Regions from separate parts of the Mus musculus genome. Here region 2 is linked to region 1. A link is a contact called in public HiChIP or PLAC-seq data. All regions are on one chromosome and are shown on one strand. Each heading gives the region's core, a stretch centred on a gene start, on an enhancer-like site or on the middle of the called end of the contact. The rest is flanking DNA. Distances are from core to core; before and after follow the strand shown. Region 1 has its middle 27 kb from the start of Mir190a. Region 2 has its middle 58 kb from the start of Tln2.

Evidence for each region. HiChIP or PLAC-seq counts read pairs in DNA pulled down with a chosen protein or histone mark.
Region 2: a contact with region 1 is called in an H3K27ac HiChIP or PLAC-seq map of embryonic stem cells, with 9 read pairs. The contact joins two enhancer-like sites. A contact is called at or near these places in 4 of 115 datasets of contacts at active chromatin or transcription factors (embryonic stem cells and epiblast stem cells).

Annotation. Positions count from the first base shown.
Region 1 is chr9:67,206,622-67,213,650 of GRCm38.p6, reverse strand. No RefSeq gene overlaps it. Among named protein-coding and RNA genes, the nearest start is that of Mir190a, 27 kb to the left of the region's middle. Within about 2 kb of position 5,005, at least 85 of the 459 cell types and tissues checked have an H3K27ac peak or open chromatin away from gene starts, as enhancers often do. A contact at or near this core is called in embryonic stem cells, where this site is marked.
Region 2 is chr9:67,614,291-67,621,460 of GRCm38.p6, reverse strand. It overlaps a transcript of Tln2 not described here. Among named protein-coding and RNA genes, the nearest start is that of Tln2, 58 kb to the right of the region's middle. Within about 2 kb of position 4,025, at least 44 of the 459 cell types and tissues checked have an H3K27ac peak or open chromatin away from gene starts, as enhancers often do. A contact at or near this core is called in embryonic stem cells, where this site is marked.

The DNA of each region.
Region 1 (7,029 bases), core at 3,756-6,255:
AAAATGTAGAGTGTGGAGCTTCATCCCAAAGGGGAGAAGAGAGACGCGCAGGGGATCTCGCACCAGTGCAACTTTGCCCCACGATCTTCAGACATGCAGGCTTGACTTGTCAGGACAGCCCTGCCCCATGTCTTAGAAGGTAGCCATGTTTGCAGCCAGCAGCACAGTTGGCCAGCACCAGGCTGTTCCACAGGGGGCAGTGTGGTTCCATGGGACATTAGTAGAGTGTCCCTGTCTCTCTGGAGGGAAAAAAGTTTCTAGGAAAAATTTAAGAAGCAAAGTGTAGGTGAATATCTTTGTGTGTCTCTGGAACTTCTTGAGGGCTTGAAGACATCTGTGTGTGTCCAATATCTCCAGAGACCGTGGAATCCATGCTATCACACCAGTATTTTTATCCTTGGGGATTTTTTGGTTGGTGTTGTTTTAATTATTGTATGATCTAGGGACAAATGCTTTTGCAACCACACCTTGAATTCATCAGAGTCCTACTCTAAAATATCACTAGAATTATTACCTGCCTATGTTTCATCTTTGAGATAGCCTCTTCTAGGCCACAGGCAGGGGTCACATCGTGTTGCATGTAACCTCACCAGCTTCCAAAGCTATGAAATGGCTTAGACAGGATGGATTTAGTTTGTTGGTGACCAGTGTTTGAGGGCCCTCTGGTTTGAACTTTGAACACGCAACATAAGACTGTGCGTAAACAGTTACTGCCCACCACAGCTGTCTTGTCTTCCTTATTCACCTATACAGCCCCACCCTAGCTGTCCAAAACAGCTCCTCCAAAGAGTGCTTTGCTAGGAGTCCCTTCCGAACACAGCTTCGAAGAAACACAATTTGATCCTTAATATACTGGCACCTCTTTGTCAACTCTCACCACTGACAAAGCTGGAAGCTAGGGTCTATTAATGTTCCTATGGCTGTAACTAAACACTATGACCAACAGCAAATTAGGGAGCAAAGAGTTCTTTCCCTTTCACTTCTGGATCACAGTTCATCATCAAGAAGTCAGGGCAGAAACTCAGGAAAGGAATCTAGAGTCAGGAGCTGAAGCAGAGGCCATGGAGGAGAGCTGCTACTGGCTTGCTCCCCGTGGCTTGTTCGGCCTGCTTTCTTATAGTGTTCTGGATTACTAGCTTAGGATGGCAGTGCCCACAGTGAGCTAAGCCCTCCTCCATCAATTATATATCAAGAAATGCCCTATAAGTCTTCCCTATGGACCAATCATATGAAAGTATTTTCTCACTTAAGATTCTTTCTTCCCAGTGAGCCTAGCTTGTGTCAAGCTGACATAAAAAAATAGCCAGTACAGGATCCAACCCAAAGAAAGTTGTTACTGAAATAGAGAAAAGACTTCTGATGGTGTGACCTGGTCCCTAGAAGACGGTGCTCATGGCCTGGACCCACAAAGGGCCGTCTAGAAGAAAAACGGGGAGACAGAGAGAAAGGTTTCTTTAATAAACCGTGCAGGCACCTGGGCCATAGGCACTTGCAGTTCAACACCTCAGGCTTTCTTCCTTCAATGTCTGGAGACAAAGGAAGGAAGCAAAAAGAACACGTAAGAGCTTTGGGCTTCAGAGAAGTGACTTTGAGCAAGTTGCTTTCAAGACCGCTAGGAATCCATGATGAAGAGTTCTACTTAACTCCCCAGTTCCTTTCAAAATGGAGCAGTGCTAACTGGGGAGTTGACTGGAAGCTACAGGTGCTCTGGGTCAAGGAAGGTCTCGTTCCTCCTACTGGTGGGTGTTTGGCTGTGGACTTTACGTACACCCTGGTTCTTCTGAGGGGAGAAGAAATATCTGCTGGCGGTGTTGGACTCTCTCCCACAGCAGTGATGAATGGAAGTTCCAGCTTTAGCCTCAGGATTGAGTCTATCCCGAAGATGGCAGAGGGAAAACAGTCAGGACTCCAAATCTGTAGTGACCTCATTAACCAGCTTGTCTAACAACTGTGGGTAAAAAGACACACCTCTTGCTCCAAAGGGAGTGTTACAGTATGACTAGGTAATCCGTGTCTAACATGATCAAGTCTCTCCAGGAAAAGTCACAACAGGAAGTGAGAGGTACCTTATTCTGAACCACGCGTGAGCAACCATGGCCCAGGAACACAGATCCAGGCCACCCTGAATGTCATGTTCCACTGTGCAAGTAGTAGTCACAAAATGAAGGTGGTTGTAAGTCATTTGACTAAGATACCGCCACCAGGAAGGAGTGTTTGCCTCAAGCTATGCTATCGACAGGTGCAATAATTATCCCTGTAATGAGATACTGTACTTTTCCTTCCCAGAATTCCAAGCTACCACCACCACTACCTCTCACATTCCAATGTGGTAGCTTACCAGGCCAAAGTCATGCAGCTTTCCAAGTCTGAATCATTTAGAAAACTGTAACTTCTCTTCTTCTTTAAAAAAAAAAAAATCCTTTTCTAACAATGTTTTCCTTCATAGCTTGGGTTTCCCCAATACTTGGGGCTTTCTTACTCTTTCTTCCAAGCTCCCTTCCCACTGTGGGTTGTTTGTTTCCTGTCTTAGTAAGTGTTCTATTGGTGTGAAAACAGGCCATGAGCGTGGTGATGGTTTGAATGGAAATGGCCCCCATAGGCTCCTAAGGAGGGAGTGGGACTATTAGGAGGTGTGGTCTTGTTGGAATAGGTGTGGCTTGTGGAGTGTGCTAAATGTTGCCCTTTATAAGAGATGCCATAATCATGGTGTCTCTTTACAGCAATAGAAACCCTAAGATATCATGGGAATGTACCTTTCTTATAAAAGAAAGCACTTCACTAGAGCTTGCTTACAGTTTCGGAGGTTTATGTGGTCCTAGTGGAAGCATGGAGACATGAGAGCAGACATGGTACTAGGAAAGTTGAGAGTTCTACATCTGGATTCATTCATAGGCAGCAGGAAGAAAGGGACACTAGATTTGGCTTGAGCTCTTGAAGTCCCACACTTCCTCCAACAAGGCCACACCTTCTAATCCCTCTCAAGCAATGCCAATCTCTAGTGACCAAGCATTCAAATCTATGAGCCCGTGGAGGCCATTCCTATGTCACTTCTTATATGTCCAACCTCCCTGCCAGCTTACATGGCATGGCTTCTCCGCTCTATCCTCCTTCTCTGTCAGCTGCTGAGGTTCACAGCAGCCTGCCCTGGCGGGTGTCTTTTAGACTCCAGTACAATTGTCCTTAAAGTTGGGTTCGTTCTGAAATTCTTTCATTAATGAGATCAAGAACCACAAGAAGGGACCCCAATTTCCTCAGTATCAGTTTTACCTAATAGTCACAGAAGTGTTAGGTCAGATACAGTGGTTAGTAGACAATGGCTATTCTGAAAAGTAGAGACAACTCAAGATATAACTTAGTTCCTGATCTGCAACATACTGCTCTCCAATCAGGAAGTCTGCAAGACCTCTCACACGGGTGGGGCTTCTCGGGGAACTCCAGTCTCACCTCCATTCTTCCAGGCTACTCAAGTCCATTCCTGCAATATTTAAGCCAGCCCACAATGGTTTCTATCTCAGAGACTAGCCAGCCATATAGGGAAAGGCCTGCATTTGTCTACACATGAAGTACTAGGCAAAGTTTTGTTCCTCTTTACAGGAAAGCAATCTTGAAGGTGGGACCATTTGACTCAGTGGTTAAAGTACTTGTCAAGCAAGCATGAGAACCTGAGCTTGGATCCTAGTATTCCTGTAAGAACACACATCTGTGATCCCTGTTGTGGGGCGGGTGGGGATGACTAGAAGTCATCAGGGCTTACTAACCTAGTCTAGCCAATCAGTGAGCTCCACTTTTAGTGAAAGCCTGTCTGAAAAAAAATGAAAGTAGAGAGCAACCAAAGAAGACATCAATCCTGACCTCTGAGCTTTATATGCATAAGCACACATGTACACATGTACACACATACATACACACACACACACACACACACACACACACACACACACACACACGCGCGCGCGCGCGCTTACATAGCCAGTGAGATGACTCAGCACATAACACTTGCTGAGCAAGCCTGACAATTCAAGTTTGATCCCAGCACACAGTGGGAGGTGAGAACTGTTATGATTTAAGCAACAAAGTTGCACCATGCAACAGACTTGGGGGGGGGGGTGTTACTGGGGGGAGGGGCACACCGAGACTACCTCTGAGTGAGTGTGGAAGGGAGAGAGGGCGGGAAAGGTGTCACTGGCTTTTTATAAGGGAATATATCACATGCACATATAAGGAGGATATGTGACTGGTGGTGACAGTAGGAATGTGTCATACTTTCTCAACTAGTGATGACATAACCCACTGTCACTAGGTCCCTGAAGACAGCTAGTAGAGATACCTGATTGCTAACAAGGTCTCCAGAAAAGTTGTCCTCTGACCTCCACAAGCACTATAACATGAACACACACACATACTCCAAACAAACAAACAACAGGAAATGCAAACAAAGAAAGCCTTACTTCTAAGAGATACTTGTGCTCCTAGTAAATGCTGCCAGACTCATAGTAGGTCTTCAATGTTTAGAGGACTTCCTTTTTTTTTTTTTAAGATTTATTTTATTTTTTTAATTAGGTATGTGTGTGTTTATGTATGTGGGTGGGTAGGTGGGTGTGCACGCACACGCACGCACGGGCACCCATGGAGCTCAGAGGAATAGGATCCCCTGGATCTGGAGTCACAGGTCGTTTTTAAGCCACCCAATGTGGGTTTGGGGAACTGAACTGAGGTCCCCTGTAAAAGCAGTGCCTGCTCTTAACCACAGAGCCATCTCTCCAGCATTCTGTGCACATTTCCAATGAGATGTTGGTAGTAACCTGGGTTCAAGAATAGGGGTTTCTTGGTGGGTATGAGAACTGTCAACAGGCTCAGGGCAGACAGCAGAAGCAGCAGACAGCAAGGGTCCCAGCCTCTCCTGGACTTGGGGGCACAGGTTTTCCTGCTTCCTGCTATGTAAGTAAGCCTGAGTAAGCTCCAGATGTCTGTCACCTACAAAGCCAAGCATCTGAGGAATGTCTGGAATTTGGGGCATGTGGGGCGTGTGATGTGTGTTTTCTGTTCTTCACTGGGATGGAAATCCCTAGCTATTTTGTCTGGAGGCATCAGCCTTGACCTGAGGACCCCTAAGCTGAAGGTATGGGAGAGAGAAGAAATGCTAGGCTTCTGCCCCTAGGGCGGGGTGCTTCCATCCCTGTTTGAACTAGAAGAGTTGTTCGTTGGGGTGAGGGTGGGGCATCTTGGGACTGAAGGGAGGGGAGCCTTGGACTGCTATATGGGGAAGTCAAGCCCTTGGAATGGTAGGGTAGTTGTTCTTCTGCTTCTGTGTCACAGCTCCCTGTGAGACCTGGTGCAAGTTCTGACTGGGCAACCTTGGGCCGCCGTCTCAGTCCTCAGAACTTTTGTTTTCCTGTAACCAGACCCGTTTTATAATTGCTCTTGGAATTATGGAAGACGTGCAGCATTGGTGTTTGATAGCTAGCAGTCCTTTGAAGAATGAATTCCAGGCTCAGTCTGCTAGGGTGATATTGTTTTTTTACATGTTATTTATTTAGTATGTGTCACATGCTATGGCATGTATGTGGCAGTTGGAGGACAATTTGCATGAACTGGTTCTCTTCCCAACAATGGGATTAAACTCAGGTCAAGATTGGTGACAAGTCCCTTCTACCCACTGGCCATTTCACTAGCCTTCTACTAGATAATTTTAAAATACAATTTCTATCTTCACAGCTAACATTCATGGTGAGCATATAATATCCCAGCTGCAGTCTTAAGCATATTTTTAAATGCTGGCACATTGATCCCTGCAGTGTAGGCACTAACTCTTTCCCTGAGTCTGTGCAGCTGATAAATAATAGAACCCAGGCAGCCTGCGTCAGAATGTGTATCTATAACCAGGGAGCTCGACTGCATGTCAGTGGGGAGGGGACAGAGACATAGCTGTGTGCTGCCACCATCAACAGCCTGAGAAGTTCCCCCAGACTTTCATGGACCTGGACTCAGACAGCTTCAATACTCAAAAGAATTTCAAAATCAATTGGTTTACGATGAAGAGAAGCTGAAGAACTTATGGAGGCTATTTATTGTAGGCTGAAGTGTGAGAGACAAGAGAGATGCTCAGAAAAATGAGGAAGACAAAAACCTGTGTGGGGTCGGGGTGGGGCTTGGAAGGAAGATCTGCCCAGGGTGGGCATAGGCTCCTCGTGGGAATGAGTTAAGTGTCTTAGCATGAGCCTATACATCACTTGGGTGACTTTCAAGTTACAAATCAAAAGACTGCCTAGAAGCCCCTCACTGCCACTTTAATCTCCTTTGATAGATGAGATAGATAAGCAAGGTGATTCTGGAGAAGGAATTATAATCTGATAAAGTGGAAACAGGCTCTGTTAGGGTTGTTCACGGGGGTTTAGTCTGCGCTCCCCCGCCTCGCCCTGGCAAATGAGATTTCTGGTGAGATTTTCCAGAAGCTTAGGGTTTATGACTGGAAAGGGAGAAGGGCTTTGGGCAGTCGAATTGTCCTGCACTCTTGCTTCTTTGCTGCTGTATCAGTCAGTTCTCTAGAGGATCAGAACTGATACATTGAATAACTATAAAGAGGATTTATTAAAATGGCTTACATGTTGTGGCTCAGCTAGTCTACCAACAATGTCTGTCTAGCATTGGAAAATCTAAGAATGTAGTAGCTGATCAGTCCAGGAGGCCGAATATCTATCTCAGCTGGTCTCTAGTATATGTCAGAATCCCAAAGCTTTAACACCAGTGTAAGAATGAACTTGTCAGTGAAATGAGAGCAAGCAGGCCGAGACAGAAACCTTCTTCCGTGTCTTCTGTATGGGCCGCCAGCAAAAGGTGTGGCCCAGATTCAAGGGAGATCCTCCCACCTCAAAAGATCTGGGTTAAAGGTGGTTCTTGCCGCTTCACATGATTTAAGAAAAAGCCATCACAGGTGTTCCCAGCCACTTGGGAGTTTAGATCATCTCAGACGTGGTCAAGCTGACAACCAAGAATAGCCACACTGGCAAAAGCTTCAAAAATTACACACCT
Region 2 (7,170 bases), core at 2,776-5,275, 410 kb before region 1:
GTTTGAAGGTGCTAGGACATCCTTCAGTTGTTGGAGTCCATTTCTGATTTTGTTTTCTTTGAGTTATCACTCTCCCATTTTTACATAAGCGTCTGCAATTCAGTTTAAGGAAAGTCTTTAAAAGTTGTGATCTTTGACAGAGTAAGGGCACATAGACACAGTGTGTGGGTGATAGCCAAGCTTTCTGGAGACTACTTAAGGTTCTGTGGTTTTAGCTTGCACAGGTGGTTAGGGGTGGCCTCCTTGTAGGAGGAGACTTCGCAGTCCTGGAGCTCAGTGTGCAGTTTAAATTAAACAATTGGTAAATGGTTGCATATGGGAGGGGGAGGGGGAGGCAGGACCCTGTCCCCTTGGTGAAGGAGGTTCAGTTGCATTAACGAGGACACAAGATCTTGGTATTTTGAGACCCATGCCTTGCAGATGTTGTGTGAATTGATTTCCTGCCCCTAGAGACTAGATATTTTTGTTCAATTCTGTGTTTTTTTCCTTCTGGCCGAATGGAGACTTTCAGCTTTAGAAAGGGAAGCCAATATTAATCTTGTGTTATTGGGTCCTGTGTGCCACATTATTTTATGGCTGTGAGCCTAGCCTGTAATGCTAGACCGCTTCTCCAACCCCACATCACTTCGTGTAGTGCATTTTTGAGAAGTCAGAGCTAAATACTTAAAAAGCTGGAGCAGGCTCTGAATGTGTTTGTCAGCATTGATAGAACTGTGTTCCTCCAAAGGATGGTTTGTACTGTGTGTACCTATGCTTCAGTCTTTTGGTTTGTTTTTTTTTTAGAAGTGGGGTTTTGTTTGTTTGTTTTGTTTTGTTTTGTTTTGTTTTGTTTTAAATTGTGTGTGTGTGTGTGTTTCTGTGTAGCTCTGGCTCTTCTGGAACCCTCTAACTCACTGTGTAGCCCAAACTGGCCTCGAATCCAGTGATCCACCTACCTCTGTCTCCAGAGTACTACTACCCAGCTTTTTTTTTTTTTTTTTTAAAGAAAATGTTTTTTCAAAATAGGGTGTAGTCCTGGCTGTCCTAGAATTTACCCTGTAGACCAGGCTGGCCTTCAGCTCAGAGATCCGCCTGCCTCTGCCTCCTGAGTGCTGGGATCAAAGGTGTGTGCCACCACACCCAGCCATGGGTTTCTTTTCCTTCTTTCTTTCCTTTCCTCTCTCTCTCTCTCTCTCTCTCTCTCTCTCTCTCTCTCTCTCTCTTTCTTAATTTCTTTCTTTCTTTCTTTCTTTCTTTCTTTCTTTCTTTCTTTCTTTCTTCCTTCCTTCCTTCCTTCCTTCCTTCCTTCCTTCCTTCCTTCCTTCCTTCCTTCCCCTCTCTCTCTCTCTCTTTCTTTCTTTCTTTCTTTCTTTCTTTCTTTCTTTCTCCCTTCCTTTCTATCCTTCCTTCTTTCCTTCCTCCCCCCCCCCCTCCCCAGATGGTCTCTCTGTGTAGCCCTGTCTGTCCTGGAACTCACTCTGTAGACCAGGCTGGCCTCGAACTTAGAAATCCGCCTGCCTCTGCCTCCCAAGTGCTGGGATTAAAGGCATGCACCACCACTGCCCGGCAGTCACTGGTTTCTTAAGCCCTTGAATGCACATGCACAGAGGTGGTAAAATAACCCCAAAGGGATACATGTTGTAAAGGGGCAGCACATTGATGTTAATGTGAAAACCTACTACATAGTGGCTACCATTATGTCACCTGCTTGTTATAAGCCTCAGTGTGCTTATCAAGAAGGTGGGTACATCAACCCTGTGCTGTGTAAGTAGTTGGTACAAGGAGGGAATGGATGCCATACTCGCATACTTCTGAGTATATGCTAAATATTTGTAATTCTGTAGAGTGAGCAAGTTAATCTATGGTTGTGTTTGTGCCTCAGCCAATCATATACCAGGAAGTTGGTGTCTTTTCTTTTTCTCCTCTAGTTTGGACTATGTTAGGAACATCAAGGAGATGTGTTTGAGGGCCGTGCTAGTTGGTTTTGCTCCTTGGTTAAGGAGGTTGAGGTCTGAGGTGAGGTTTTCATCCACAAGGCTCAGCTACAGTCTCTGGTCATTTAATAATGTGTTACTGAACAGTCAGTCCTTCTCTAGGTCCTGACAGAGGATTGTTTCCCAGGGGTGCCAGGATCAGGCAACCTGAAGATTAGTTCATTTTCCTAATATGCTCTGTGGGGCCCCCACGGCAAAGGGGATTAATTAGCATTTGAGTTAACTGAGGGGGCTGGAAGTGTAGCTCAGTTGGTAAGGTGCTTGCCTAGCATGCAAGAAGCCCTGGCTTTGTGCTCCAGCATGATGTCATATGCTTGCTTCTGTACTCACGTGGAAGTGGGAGAGTTCAAGGCCATTCCCAGTTATACAGTCTGTTTGAGGCCAGCCTGGGCTACGTGAGGCTGCCCCCCCCCCCCCAAAAAAAAGATAAAACTTTAGTTAACTAAAATGAAAAATGTAAAGCAGACCCTGGCCCTCTCCAGTGAGGGACCTTTAAATGCAGATGGGAAGGGATCAAAACAAGCCTGCTTGTGTAACTCACATTGGTACTGATCCAATCCATCACTCTTGGCTCGTCAGATGTCCTTAATGCTTACTCCATGTGATTCCTACTAGGGTTGTATTATGAGGCTCTGTCCTTACTCTTCAGGGTTGATCAGTGTCCTGGTAACATCAACACCACCCCGGAACTCAGTGTTGAGGAACTCGGGTTCCACCTATATCTACGGATGCAGGACACACCATGTAATCAGAAGCTGAGGTGAACTTGGCACAGCGGCAACTTAGGGGAGGCTTGCCTGGAAGGCAGGGACACCTGTCAGCATTTCACATTAGGATGAGGGGCGGGAGGTGATCTGTGTGATGAGCCCCATTCTGAACACCTGAAAGGGATGGTGGGGGCTAGAGGTGTAGACTCAGTTTCTGTTCTGCTCAGTCCTGACCTTGTGGTTGGTTGGTTATTGACTCTTAAGATCCATCTCCCTCCCTTCTCTTCCCCTGTCTTCATCCCCATCCTCATATCATCTCTTCCCCTTCCCTAAATTCATCTTTATCCCCATCATCCCCATCCTCGCCCCCCTCCCTCTCCCCATTCCCATCTCCATCCCCATCAGTACCATTCCCATCGCATTCCATCTATTCTCATTTCCATCTGTGCATCATTTTCACCATCTCCCATCATCTCTGTCTCACTGCCTTCCTGTCAGGGTTGTTCCTGGAAGAATGGTGGCTGGGAGTAAGAGCGCCTTTGCTTGGCTGGGGCCACCCCAGTATCCTGTCTTCCTTAGTATCCATTGACTGTTCAGCTGCCTTCTTGCTGAGGGGGAAAAGGCTTCAATGTAATGTAAAAGTCAGCTGATTTGGATCTCAGGAGCTCCTTGGGGGTTTGCATCCTATCAGAGTCCCTGAAAGCGCTGTTTTATTCCTATCCAAGGACAGGATTAGCCAGGGTACCCGTTTTCTAATGTTTCTCCAGACTTTTAAATCCCCATTCTCCAGCACGATGTCAGAGGAATTATCCTGGGAGACACTTGCCAAATGGCACCAAATAAGTATCTATGCGCTTTTCCGAAAAGACAATTAGAAATGTATTGAGGAGCCAGAGGCCTGCTGTGCGGGACATTGGTCGTGGGAGCTCAGTGCCAATTTGGGAAGCTCTCCTGGGGGACCATTTCTCCTCTCAGCCTCTGCTCTGAGAGGCTGAGCCAGGCAAGTGGAGGGACAGCCAGGCTGGGAAGAGGACAGGGAGCCAGAGTGCCAGCCAGAGATGAACCATCCGTCCTCCGTCTCCTCAGGAGATTCCAAGGCTTTGCAGATACAATCAAGTGGAAATGGGAAGGCCATTATAAATTCATCAACACTTGAATCATGTTACTCATTAGCCCTGGCGCCCTGGCCTGGAATATGCTCAGAAAACTGAGCTCTTGTGAGGTCAGGCCCCGCTCAAGGTCACATTTCAAGTTAGGGACAAGTCTGATCAGGAACCAGAGATGGTAATTAGTCCCGTGTGCAACAGTTCCTTGTGCTCTTCCGCCTTCGTCTGGGATGGAAGATACCAAGAATGTAAAATCTCAGTGATTGGATCCAGATGTACTAGCCTGGCCCCTCCTCCCTTTAGAGCTAACTCAGTGAAGACTTTTTTTTTTACCCCCCTGTGAAATAGAATATTTTAATCTGCTGGTTTTATTTGCTAGTCCACCTTTGTGCACAGGGCTAAAGATCAGGGAAGGAAAAAAAAAACAAACCCCGAATTCCTATTGTTGGGGATGCTATCAGGCTGTGTTTTTCTTTGCCTCAGGCACTGGCTGGAGTGGCCTGGGGGTGCATAGGACAATGGAGACCTCTGTCCTGGAAGTGACAGGATGTTTGTTTTCAAAGTTGGGAACCGACTGATAGGCTGTTTCCAAGGTCCACAGGTACAGGTGGGTATTAGGCTTTAAACATTAAAATGCAGGAGCTGGGGCTGCCGGCTCAGTTGGTAAAGTGCTTGTCTCGTGTGGATCAAGCCCTGAGTTTGATCCCTAGTATCGTATAAGCAGGGTATGGTGGTGCGTGTCTACTCAGAAGCTACACCAGGGGGTTGGAGGCTAGCGAGGTCCACATGTGACTCAAGGATACCTAGGAAATCTGAACTTGAGAGGGATTCTTTTAGCTTGAGTAGGGGATCTGAAGGCTCCCAGTGGAAGTCTGGAGAATGCGACCTTTTCTGTTATTAAATGCCAGTTATGTATGTAAACTGTTGTTGTGTTTTGTAAAAAGATAAGGGAGATGTTTGGTGGAGGTGAGGTATGGTGTGGAGGAAGGGGATGCCTCTGTGGGCCCATGCTGAGGTATCCCTTCCCCCTCTGAGGTACCAGCCACAGGTCAGTAAAGTATAGAATAGAGGTTATTCAGGGCATGGGGAGGGGAGTTGAGAGAAAGGCAAAAAGAGAGGAAGAGAGGAGGGGAGGGGAAGAGTAGAGGCCAGCCATGAGCTTGCTGAGAGAGAAAGAGGGGGAAGAGGGTGAGGGAGCAAGGGCAAGAGAGGGAGGAGGAAGGGGCAGGCATCCCCTTTTATAGTGAGTCAGGCATACCTGCCTGTTGCCAGGTAACTATGGGGCGGAGCCTAGACTAAATGCCAACAGTTTTGACACATTGTTAAGCAACATACTGTGCACTGACTTGGTTAAAAAAAGTTTTGTGTGTATATTCATTTGTTTTTCTGCACTATGTAGGAATCAAGGCCTCCATTGCGTTGATGGTCCCCAAAGCTTGCTGCTAAAAGACTAGAGCATTCCATTGCAGGGGCAAGGGAGATGGCCTCAGGAGGCTGGGCTCCAGGCAGCTGCCTTGTGAGCAGAAGTTTGTGTCTCTCCAGGTGTTGTTGGTTGTGCCACCAGACCATCACTTTTTTTTCCTGGGTCACATGAAGTATTTGCAGAAATATGTATTATTTGCTGAGAAATTAAATCATCTTAGATTAGTTGGTCCCGTGTGTTCTTTAGCCGTGATAGTTTACCAATTGCAGATCAAAATATTTGAGAATGAAACAATAACAATAACAACAGACATGGTGGTGCACATCTATAATCCCAGCACTTAGAAGGTGTAGAGGCAGGAGGACCAGGAGTTCAGGGACAGCCTGGGCTACATGAGTCTCAGCCTCGGGGGTGGAAGTGTTTGAAAAATATTATCATCTGGTATAGGTCCATTTTCCCTAAGCCATGCAGTGTAACAACTGTTAACTATTTACCTATAATTTATGCTGTATTAAATATTAATAAGTAATCTAGGATGATTAGAGTATATGAGGGGATGATTGTGGGGTCGCTAAGCATGGTGCCATTTCATATAAGAGATTTGATCCTCTGCAGATGTTTGTGTCTGCTGGGGCTTCTGGAACCACCCCACCCCCGACCCCTGACCTCCAAGGCTGACTTTACAGTGGAAGCAACAGTACTTGGTGTTAGAGGTTTACACTGACATGAAGGCAGTGCAGGCAGCTTGAGACCAGGATAGTAGCATACTTTGATTTCAGCGTTGGAACACCAGCGTTCTGGGGGGTGAGGAGGGTAAGGTTTGAGAACCTGAACTTTGCCTTGCCACATAGTCCAGTAAGAAGCCAGAGCCTTGTTTAGTGGGTGGCTGAGGGATTCTGTTCAGGACGTACCTCAAAGAGGGTTCCAGGGCTGGGAAAGACAGCATCGTTTGGGAACTTGAAATCCAGTACAGATTCTACAGAACCGTCCACCTCATAGCATAAGGCATGTGTGTGAGGGGCACTTGGGGCACCAGAGAACCCAGTTATCAAACTGGGCACAGAAGACGTTTAGATGTGCGTTCTATTAGGTTGTTTCCCAAACTGTTTCCTGTTGGGCTAATGTCTTGTTCTGGTAATACTGCTGAGGATGGGGTAAAGGTAGATTCCCATTAGTGCTCAGTAATAATTCACTACAACCCAAGGTCCAGGGCCAGGTCCATCAGACTCAACTTAGACTCATCTTCATCTAGGAGCTAAGGCATTTGAGAGTGGTCCCTCTCAAGGATGCTTGTGACAGCCCTATCCTCTTAGGAGTAATAGATATGCCTGAACTCAGAGATAAAAGGCTGGCGCTGCCATAGGGCTGTAGGGGAAACAGGTTTGTGCTGAGGAAGGGGCAGGGCTACCCGTGGAGTTTCCGACTCAGGCTTCTGTGAATTCTAGGATCATGAAGATGTCTGTTTTCTCCTGCTAGGGCAGTTTCAGTAGCGTGGTGCAAACAGAGCAACCATTGTCTGAGCCAGTACTCTTGGCTCAACAAATGCGTCCAAAGGAAACAAATTAAAAGTTGAGATAGAATTTACTTTGACTTTGAATGGAAAGAGGATAGTTTAAAAAGTATCTATTCATTCCATTGCCTGGGGCTGGACTGACACTGGAGCAGAAAAAGGCTCTAGTCCTGCCTTACAGGTGTTACCCAGAGGCAGCCCTGGTTGCCAGCTGTCTTGGCATAGGGAACCTTGTATGGGAAAGGTCAGGTCAGCCAGCTCAGGGCAGGACCTGAGCCCTGTTATCTGCAAGAGACTTCTCCTGGCCTGAATTTTAATTAAAAAAAAATTTTTTTTTTTAATGATTTTTGTAGTGTGTGCAATGGAGACTGTCATTCAGCCACTTTCTGAAATCCAGGTTTCTTCTTAAAGTGAGTCGGGGCATGCCCTTCCCTGGTCCTGGATAAATCAC